Regions from separate parts of the Gasterosteus aculeatus genome. Here region 1 is linked to region 2. Evidence: chromatin contacts called from public Hi-C data. All regions are on one chromosome and are shown on one strand. The core of a region is the stretch at or near the end of the contact, and the rest is flanking DNA. Distances in the headings are between cores, read along the strand shown. Region 1 holds the start of vps50 (VPS50 EARP/GARPII complex subunit). Region 2 holds the start of bet1 (Bet1 golgi vesicular membrane trafficking protein).

What was found. A called contact is a pair of places that touch in the nucleus more often than the background predicts.
Region 1: a contact with region 2 is called in a Hi-C map of skeletal muscle, with 4 times the contacts expected there. The contact joins the promoter of vps50 here to the promoter of bet1 in region 2. A contact is called at or near these places in 3 of 6 Hi-C or Micro-C datasets (skeletal muscle and whole body).

Annotation. Positions count from the first base shown.
Region 1 is chr10:11,365,708-11,371,083 of fGasAcu3.hap1.1, forward strand. It overlaps vps50 (VPS50 EARP/GARPII complex subunit), which reads right to left and starts at 3,448. Exons shown (of 28, transcript XM_040188507.2): 1 at 3,253-3,448; 2 at 2,670-2,738. The coding sequence starts at 3,285.
Region 2 is chr10:11,226,963-11,231,917 of fGasAcu3.hap1.1, forward strand. bet1 (Bet1 golgi vesicular membrane trafficking protein) reads left to right here and starts at 1,539. Exons shown (of 4, transcript XM_040188827.2): 1 at 1,539-1,883; 2 at 2,075-2,181; 3 at 2,294-2,350; 4 at 2,657-3,312. The coding sequence starts at 1,865. The coding sequence ends at 2,812. LOC120826477 (zgc:85777) reads right to left here. Exons shown (of 9, transcript XM_040188826.2): 8 at 4,055-4,205; 9 at 3,262-3,747. The coding sequence ends at 3,657.

The DNA.
Region 1 (5,376 bases), core at 2,198-4,697, 140 kb after region 2:
TCCGGTATTATGATACGCGCCGTGACACCGTTAGAGACACCTTTAAATGCTCCGCTGTACTGTATGCAGGGTATGCTGGGATTTTTATTAAATCATATTGTAGGAAAACTATAGTAGGAAAGAATATGCAACGCCATATGGATAACGCATAACAGAAGCTCATGTTTAAATGCAATCAGAACAGTTTTATGATTTCCATTTATCACCTTCACTGTGCTCCAACATCATCGCACTGACTTCTGGGCAACCCGAGGCAATGTCTGCCACGGTTTCTGCGTTTAAACTATCGATAAAAAATATATTGTGAGAATCGTAAAACAACAACATCAATTTATTTCATGAAATTGCACTTTCTTGTTTCTTGTTCTACTGTTTGTATCCTTATGGTTGAAATGCACTTATTGGAAGTCAGCTAAATGTAAATGTAATGTAAAAAGCGATCAGTCGGCACTTTCTCTTACTGACTACAACCGTGTGAGCCGTCTCCAGTGAGGTCACGGGTGGGGAGTAAATGACTCATCAGTCACCCGTCAGCGTGGGTCACCGCGATCAAATAAACGCGCAGTGTTTCCCCTAAAGTTGTATCAGAGGGGGCGCCCCGTGGACAGACATCTACCCCCCCCCCCCCCCCCCCCCCCCGAAGTTGTAATCAAATGGGGAAACACTGAACGAGGGTCCATTTATTTGCCTTGTCACACGCACACAATTCTACACCTTCAGCTTAACATCATTCTTCCTCCACCCACCCTTCAAGTTGTGTGTCCAGAGAATGAGTTGACAGCATCAAATCTCAATCAGCACTACGTATAACCCGCCCTGCGTCCCCTTCCACTAGCCAGATGTTGCGGTCAGTTCGTGGAGCACGATGAATGACGTGAACCCCGGCTTAAAATGGTTGGACAAAACACGACCAGTACCAAGCAGTAAGTATCAGATTAAGTAATAAAGAGAGAGACACACAGAGTAATATTCCCCTCCGATCAAAGGTGGCCGTGGGTTTCAGTGTACAACAAAAGGATGCGTGGTCTCCGATTTCATTTCCCTGAGAGCTGACAGGCCCCCGCAGCAAAGTAAATACAGTCAGTGCACTGTGTCGTCAAATAATAGGACCAGTGTTTCGGCTGAACACACAGTATGCAGGTGTTTACAGCGCACGCCGTGATAAGTAAAGGTAAAGGTAGGCGAATATGTGTATGATCTACACTAAGTCTCTCCCGATGGTTATATCTGCTTATACCACAGTTCCTCGCATCACGTAAGCACGTAAGTATTTGATGTCTGCATGTGCACCAATCCCAAAGCTGGCGCGAGCGACGCATCCAGCGAGAAGCAACTGAGGCTCTGATTACACCTGGAGACTAAATGACTTCGTATCTGGGCTCGATCTGCGTCTTTGGGTGGATTTCTGCAACAAAAGACTTCCGTGCTGTCTAAACAACTATGACAACTATACAATGACCTTGAATTATTAGATCACAGAAATTGTCTTTCTTGTGAAACAACCAGCCAACTTAACGTGACAATATTATCAAGGCCAGTCCTCATCGTTGACCAAAACAAATGTCATTGCTGTGTACGAGCCAATCAGAGGACAGACTTCTCTTAATCTGTTGTTGAAAATAAACAACAGATTGAGAGAAATTTCAGAACTCCTGTCAGCTCCATCTTCCTCAACTCTGACCGATGAGTTGACGGAAAAGCACTTCCTTTTTATCTTATCTGTTGATGTGTTTTTCAACCTAGGCAGAAAACACTCGAGGCAACGCATGAAGAGACTTGCATTCACGTTGACCCCAAACTGCAATCTACCATCAAAACAATCTTCACTGGAGGGAGATGAAATGTCTGGCTGGATGGACCTGATATCTATGAATAATTGAGAGTTGGTCACCTTCCGAATGGTACACAGCCACACTAGAAGGTCACAACTACCCGTCAAAGTCAAAACAAATCCAGCACCCGGCGGTGCATGGAGGGCCCAGTGAGTAAGTGTCTATATCCAATATATAGAGCTACAATGCGGCTTGGCTCAGTCTGCTCTTGGCAAATTGAAAGTGCACAAGTGGGTAAGCACAAATCTTCATTGTGACCAAGCACGACTGATTGCATTTTCAAACACCGCCACGGAGAAATGCAAAAGGACTCAAACGGGGGAGACCATACTTCACACTTTTGGTGTTTGGATGGGTGTGTCCGCAAGTGACAGAAATGGAAGCCAAGATATAATCTCACGCGTTAATGATTAATTATACAATACGTCCTGTTCAAATCCCAACGCATCTCGACACAGTTGATGTAATTGCTTTGGAGTTCGACTGAATTTGGCTTCTATCAGTAATATGCAATCAAGTTGGCTAAATAGTTACTTGATTTATTCAGATAAGACGATGGTCCATGGACCGCCGTCTTATCTGAAAAAGAAATCTGCACATTTATGAATGTGCTACCGTAGCACATTCGTAAATGTGCAGATTTCTTTTCGACACCAGTGTTTCGACTTGAAGTATTCATTACTACACAATGCCAGTAGTTGAACACGGGACAGGTAGATCTACCTTTTCCTTCCTAAACACGTGATTAGCTGTGGTCGTGGTTAGAGAAATGTCAGTTTTGTAGGATGTGCAGAATCAATGCAATGAGCGCTAGAGCTTCAGCCAATGCAGGTTTACCTTGCTCGGGATCCTCAGGCTCTCCACGGGGCTGAGGTCTGCCATGCTTTCCTGGGGGCTTTTCAGGCCCTGTCAAAATAAGAAGTCACTGATAAATTTCCCAAAGCCCCAGAAAGTAAAGTGACTGTAACGGTTTACACAGTTGGCACCTGTGCCTGTCGTGACTTAGCTTAGCGCACCACTGCCTTCAACAAAAAAGTGGAAGTGACGGAGAGATTTTGTGATAACGACAGGCTCTCTTGTGTAGTGGGGAACCGAGGAGCTTAACATGACTGCAGTGCAGGAGGAGAACATGACCGCCCGTTTTACACTGTTATGCCCTGTTCGTGTGCTTTTCTCAAGAAGGTAACGTTAAACTCGGCGCACGCGGGTATTTCCCTCACTACACCTGTATTTTCTTCACGTGGGGTAAATTGTTGAGGAATTGTGACTCAGCCGATGAATAAGCTGGGGCTATTCGGCCTGAATGTACCCTTTAATTGAGCCCCACGACGAGCTGTCAAATTAGCCAGTTAGCCTAGCTAGCTAGCAAGCTAGCCACTTGCAGCTGTCAGGGACAAAGGGGCTGCGCTGCTTCGCTCACCTGCCGGGACATAAGGGACTTGATCTTCTGCATTGTGAATCCAACTTGTGGCAGCGTACAAATAAACGAGCAAAGTTGTAGTTTGTTTTTGTTGTCAACGATGCGCCTCCATCACTACCAGGTGGAAGCCATAGTTGACCGTCACGTGACTGGTACGGAGCGAACGAGGAAATGGCAAAGGACGCTGGGAAAGGTAGTTTTTGTTTTGGAGTTTTGCTTGAGACACCTGTCCGAATCTCACGAGGGTAAACAAGAGAACATATTTAGATTAAATTAAAAAAATATGATGTTGAGAACTAAAATAATGTATGTTAAATACAGTATTATTGTAGAGCAATAATATTCTAATACATGTTTTACTTCCTCACACCACTGGATGGTAGTATCTAACATCACAGAATATAATACCAGACATCAAGTTTCTTCTGCGTCCCTGAAGAACCGACTCTACTTCTGTGTGCTCACCGTTAATTGTATGTGTCAGGTGAGACATTTTGATATATCGCAGCTGCCAAACTATTGATGAATATGGGTCTTGGAAACACCCATCTCTCACTGTCAAGGCTTACCAGGACACTTAAAGAGAGTGTTCATGTTATTCTATGTATTATGATAATGTTGTGTCAAGATGTCGTCTTTGAAAAATGCCACTATTGCTCTTAAGGTTATACTGAAATAACCTTGACTGATCTACTTAAACAGCTAAGTATCAAGAATGTAACTAACTTAATTTCAACCATTACTATTCTTAAATAGGACACATTTTCGAAAACATATACTAGTTTAAACTTTCCAACAGTTTAAAGTAAATCAAATTTGATTATCTTGCACCTGCTACAACATTAAAATCCTGCTGCCATGTGGGTGCATCAGTTATTAGTTAGTAATCCAATATAATTATGTACTGTATTATTGGAATGTATGTTTTTCTACATAATCAGTCATTTTAATTGTCTTTATTTATTCTTTTATCCAAATTTCCGGATATAAGTATACTTGAGCAAAACTGTCTGTCACTTTCTGCATATGTACTATGATTTCAATACTGTTACTATTAGATACATATCATCTAGTCTCAAACATAATAAATGTAACAGTTTATAACTATGTTTTATTTTATTGTTATGTTTAGTAAACCAATAAAAAACGGTGCGTGCAAACCCATTCAGCCTGTTTTCTAACTGCCCCCTTGGGTGCTATTGCAAGCAGCAGGTTAAAGGCTGCAAACAGGCAGCAGCTCCAGTGAGTTCTAGTTCCTGGTTGATGAAGCCTCGGGCTATTTCCCAGTCAAATGAAGGTGAGGTCTCTCTCCCTCTCTCCTTAGGTGAATTTCCTCTGTTGATTCTGAAGCACTCATCCACAGTGCGAAGCCTCCCTTAAAGCACACTTTGAAACAGAACAGATGGCAAGCCTTACCCGGAGATGCCGCCACAAAGACACCACACACTTAGTTGCTCAGTTCATCCGCCATAATTAGAGCTGGACTCCATAAAGTGCTTGTTGTTATGCAGGGATCCGTCATGGGAAGCATCCTTACGATCCTCAGCAGTGCAGCAGCTCTCTATGTGCATTCAGTCCAAAGTTCAGGATTATATTACAGTGAACAAGCAAACTAACATCAGTGCAATAATTTGTCTTCTTGACATTTAGTGTCAATATTCTACGATAATAATTTCTCCATTGTATTATTTAGTTGTAACTGAGTCCATAGTTTTCTGGGAACAAACCACCTAAAGTTTTAAAGCTTGTGAATTTGGACATTTCACTGTGACGGCATTTGGAATGAACTTGACTGGAAGCACTCAGCGTATGAGTATGCGTACATTGGGGTCAATCACAATAATTTGATAAAAAAGCTGAACCGTAGCAGAAGTGGTACATTAAAGTTGTGCAAAGTAACAGCAGAGCGAGTGCAAGTCTCAATTAATTGTATTATTATTATTATTATTATTACACCTCTCTCTTACGAACACACAGGCAGACGAGCAAGCACACACATTTTTATAAAGCCTCCCGCTGAATCATCCGTCTGTTGTCATATCGCGGCAGGTACACCGAATACCGATGCAACAAGGCCGAGAGCAACGGCCACTCTGCACCAATTTAAGACAACAAATACAACTC
Region 2 (4,955 bases), core at 289-2,788:
GTTGAGGCAGATTGGAGCTTTATTTATAAGATATTGGATTGGAATAATTAGCATCATGAATGTCATTTTAATCTCTTATATCACATTAGCTGTCTCTTGGCAAGGTGAAGGATGATGAATGAGGGGATGAAGAAAGCTAATCACTGATAAATAGCGCCATTTATGGAAAAATTGCAAAACTATTTTCTGTTCTACACAACAGAGATGGATGTGTCAGTAAAAATATCACCCCTTTGTTAAATCTACAAAGGATATTTGTCTCTATTTTTTTAGTGTTCAAAGGAAAGATCGGAGTAATTTTCTCCTTAAAATAATGTGTTTATTCCACCAAAGGGAGAATAGTCTATTAAACGATGAGAAAATATGTTTTCTTGTCAAATACGGCATTTTGTCTCGCTGATGATATTCATTCTGTGAGCCTGTCGTTGGACCGTAGACCACAGTTTGTCGTACTGTTGCTTTTTATGTTAAGGCGAGGCCAGTGAGACCTGCGAACAAGCAGACGTGGGCATTAATACACCCTGAACCGCGCTCCTCTTGCGCATATTCCTCCTGCGAAAAGAGCAGTGAGGACATCTTTTTACTTCTTTTGCAGTTGACCCACTATATATTGGAATGTATTAAATATTTTCCTGAGATACAAAATAGTATGGTATGTGTAATGGAACCCACAGTGGTTATAAAGTGGAACACACAGTGGTTTAAAAAAAAAAAAAACTTGTTTTATATGTTTAGGTGGTCACCTCAATATGACAAAACCATGAAATGGTTATCTTATCAAGAACATCAGAAGTTCAACAGCAAATTATATTGCGATAATTTGGTTCATGTAACACAGAATCTATAATATCTCACCATAATGAGCAGGACATGATATTATAGTTAAGTTATAAAAGTTATAAAAAGTAGGCTACAAAATAGAAAAAACTATTGGCATCATCTTATTTTAGAACTAACAGTAGAATTGTCATTTATACAGTGCTTTGCTGTACGCACTCTGAAAGGTACCCTACGGGTCTTGGTCCCCGTTTACCCAGTCTACAGTCTCTCTGGTCCACGTATGACCAGTCTACTTAGTCTCTCTGGTCCCACTGTTCTTCTTTATAGGTGCATTAGATGAACATGATCAAACAGCAGAAAGCCTCACAGCCATGACTGTAGTTAAATAGTTCCTGCGTCATGTCAGAAGTCTCCATTGGAGGAGCCATCAAATCAGCCCGTTTCAGGATTCAATATTTGTTAAAGCCTGCATGCACAACTGCTTAGCTCGGGTCACAGGGGTGTGGCACTGAAGAGGCTCGCTAAGTGTTGCAATTACTCACACTGATTAAGACAGATAGGTACAGTAGCCCAGTGATCTGACCCTAACTGAGCGTAACGCAAGCAACCGTTTCAGACATTTACATGGAAGTTTGATTTTAACAATACTGCTGTTTTTCAAAAATATATATTTAGAAAAATGCAATACTGAGAAAAAAAACATTAGAACAATATCGAGAGCAAAATGCAATTGGTTACGCCCACTTCCTGTTGTGATTGCTTTTAAAATAGCTTTACCTGTACTCCCCCCCACGGACACCGACACCAGAACTAGGCACAAACTCCAAAAAGGTTTTAATCAATGTTTTCAAGTTTTTTTTAAATGCGCAGAAAAAAACATCAACCAAGATTATTCCCGCTTTGCGTTACGGGGCTCATTGTCCTCATCGGCCACCGTATGATGACGTGGTCTGTGCTGTAAAGCCTTAATACAAACTTACCATAGACAACACGTCAACGTTAGCGGTCTCTTTTTTTTTTTTAGCTCATTTCGTCAACATTTTGTTGTGTTGATTGTTAAAACGTTCAACTCCACTGGTTGAAGATGAGGCGCGCCGGTTTGGGTGAGAGGCAGCCTGGTTTTTAAGCTCATACGTAGCCTGCTTTCCAGATAACGCCGCTTAACAACACAGCTAGCTTACGTAAGCTAGCTGTGTTGTTAGCATATGTGCATGAAGGTGTGTTGTTGTTGTTAACGGACAGAAATCGACGGCGTTCACGAATAATGTTTTAATCATCGTCCCCGTTCCGTTAGGCGAAGGAGGCCCCGGGAATTATGTGGCGAGTGGATACAGCGTGTATGAGGAGGAGAACGAACATCTGCAGGAGGGACTGAGAGCCAAAGTCAGCGCTTTGAAAAGTGTAAGGAACCACTAATGATGGTTCATTCAAAAACATGGACGGCGAATACTACACGAACTATCGGTTTTAAATGCAGTATTGATATTGATGTTCATTTCATTGATATTCACAGCTGTCTATCGACATTGGAACGGAAGTCAAGTATCAGAATACAATGCTGGGCGATATGGCAAGTTCCACTTTCCTTATTAACAACATATACAGGGAAGTGGTGCATAAAAAGTATTTGAGTATTGAGTAGTATGTTAATTGGTTACCGATTAAGCTATAAAAATTAAAGCTGAGTAGTTTATAATAAAGGATGATCCTACTGTTTATATTAAAAATCAATATAACATTTAGAATTAAAACAACTTTATCTTGACAATTTAATATTCCTCTGTGAAATGTAATGGAGTTTTTGAAGTACCTCACAATTGTACTATCATATCCCAGTGATGCCTGGACCTAAACCTTTTTAATCCTTCCACATTAGGACACGGACTTTGACTCGACAGGCGGCCTGCTCGGTGCGACCATAGGCCGAGTGAAGCAGCTGTCCAGAGGCAGTCAGACCAAACTGCTGTGCTACATGCTTCTCTTCTGTCTTTTCGTCTTCTTTGTCCTGTACTGGTTCATCAAGCTGAGGTGATAGGAGGCCGAGTTACTCCCCAGTGTGTGCCGCTCCGATGAGTCTCAAAACGGCTTATTCTGTACCCATTCAAAGTAGTTGAATTGAATTTAAAAAAAGAAATAAAACAAATTGAGTTATGAAATAACTCTGGGGTTCCACCACATGGTATCATCAAAACATAAGTAAAATGGATGAGAGATTAATGAGTGTGAATTAACATTTTTATGTATATCTGACACTGGATGAGACAGAACAGTGAATGTTTAACCACTGTAAAACCTTTGATGCAATCAGCGGCACGTTATGAGATGTGATAAGAGTGGATTGGAAATCTGTCAATACGTTGTGTTATAGTGTGTTCTACGTTGCCATTTGAGGCAAATAATTGAGTATTTTTGCTTTTAACAATGAATGGATGTATTGCATCAGTTGGCAACCATTCAAAAATGAATGAGAGTATAGTTTCATTTCTGTTAACATGTTTTTTTTATGTGAATAAACACATTCTATGATCTGAATTTAACAGAATGAGTGTGCTGATTACACATACAGAGAATACATTGCAAATATTAAAACTTCTATAAATTAGTCAATGACATGCAATGTGGAAATTAAAAATATATAATTTTTACAGACACTGCAGAGTCTATTTAAAAAGATTTAAGTCTTGGTAAAATGACACTAATACAATTCAACTGTAGGCTGTTGATGTTGTATGCCCCTGAAAACAAAACAATAAAATGCTATATAGTTTGTCACATAATATAACTGCACTTAGGTGACTTGTGTTTAGCAATAAATTGACTCATTATCTGCTATGGAGCAGCGTGCATCGGGCAGTCTGGATCAGATGTTTATGACTTCATTTCTTGGGTAGTGTGTCCATGTATTTGCAGATGATTGCCAGCATCACCTCATCGGCACCTCCACCAATTGAAAGTAACCTAGAATCTCTGTGGAAAGGAAACAAATGGAATACATAAAGGTGTTTTCTCTAACAATAACCATACAGTTGGGTTTTTGTGCCTCAGCATTGTGCGTTATGAACACCTTGATCAGCTACAATATATGCCCCATCAGTAGGTGTCAGCAAAGTCAAAAATAAGTCATAACGATTCAAATTCAGTCCAAAAGTGGGCATCAGATGACTGAGACTAATTGCATGTCTTCAATAATTATTATTGCATGAACATAGCATGAACCGTCAATCCACTTTTTAAAGGTTTTTCATACAGAGACCGTGTCCCTGCACACGCTCACCTGTAGAATCTGCTGACAAGCACGTCGCTGGTGAAGCCCATGCCTCCCCAATACTGGAGGCAGCTGTCGCCCACCTCCCTGGCCAGACGGCCGGCCTTTAACTTGGCCATGGATGCCAGTTTGGTGACATCGTTGCCTTTAATGTACAATGCTGCAGAAAAAAAAAGGAGGGAAAAAAAAGATGGAAGTAGTGACAAAAGCGTGGAAGATTGAAAAATGTCCATGTGGATAAAATGATGTAGCGAGGGGAACAAAGAATAAATGTGGTCCAATGGTCAATGGTGGCTAATGAATGCCTCCATAGTGCGAACCCTCCAGAGGAACATGTGTGAGCTGCATGGGTTTTCACCATTTCAGTCTGTAAAGAACTTTGCCTGTGTGTCTTTGCCTGCGTTGATCTGCCTGCGCCAAACAAATTCAAAAGCTTTGTTCCGTTTTTCGGGCAAACGAATTGGACCGGCTAGATGAATTTGTTGAAAGCGGCTCGCCACTGGAATGGTTAAAGACAGAAAATCAGAAGACCTTGAACACTGGCCGGCCAGATGCCCATCCACGTGTTCATATCATAAACACTGCAGTGTAATGCGCATGGGACGCATTCTAAAGGGGCTGAGTGTGGGTGCCAGTCTTCGAGTGGCAAAGCCTGTGGCGTTTTGAAGTTGCGCCAGAACACACAGAAACCACAGGAGCAGATCAGGCTTCACTGGCTTGAACCGCCCCCCCCCTGTCCAAATCCAAGTGTTCCTGAGCTAGACGCTTCACTCCAAATCGATATATTGAAAAATATATATATTTATGTTCTTTAAGAACAAAATACATAACTATTATTCCATAGAACAGAAAAGGCAAAAAAATGCTCTTGAACACCAGCTGAAATATGGCTTGAAAAAAATGAAATCAG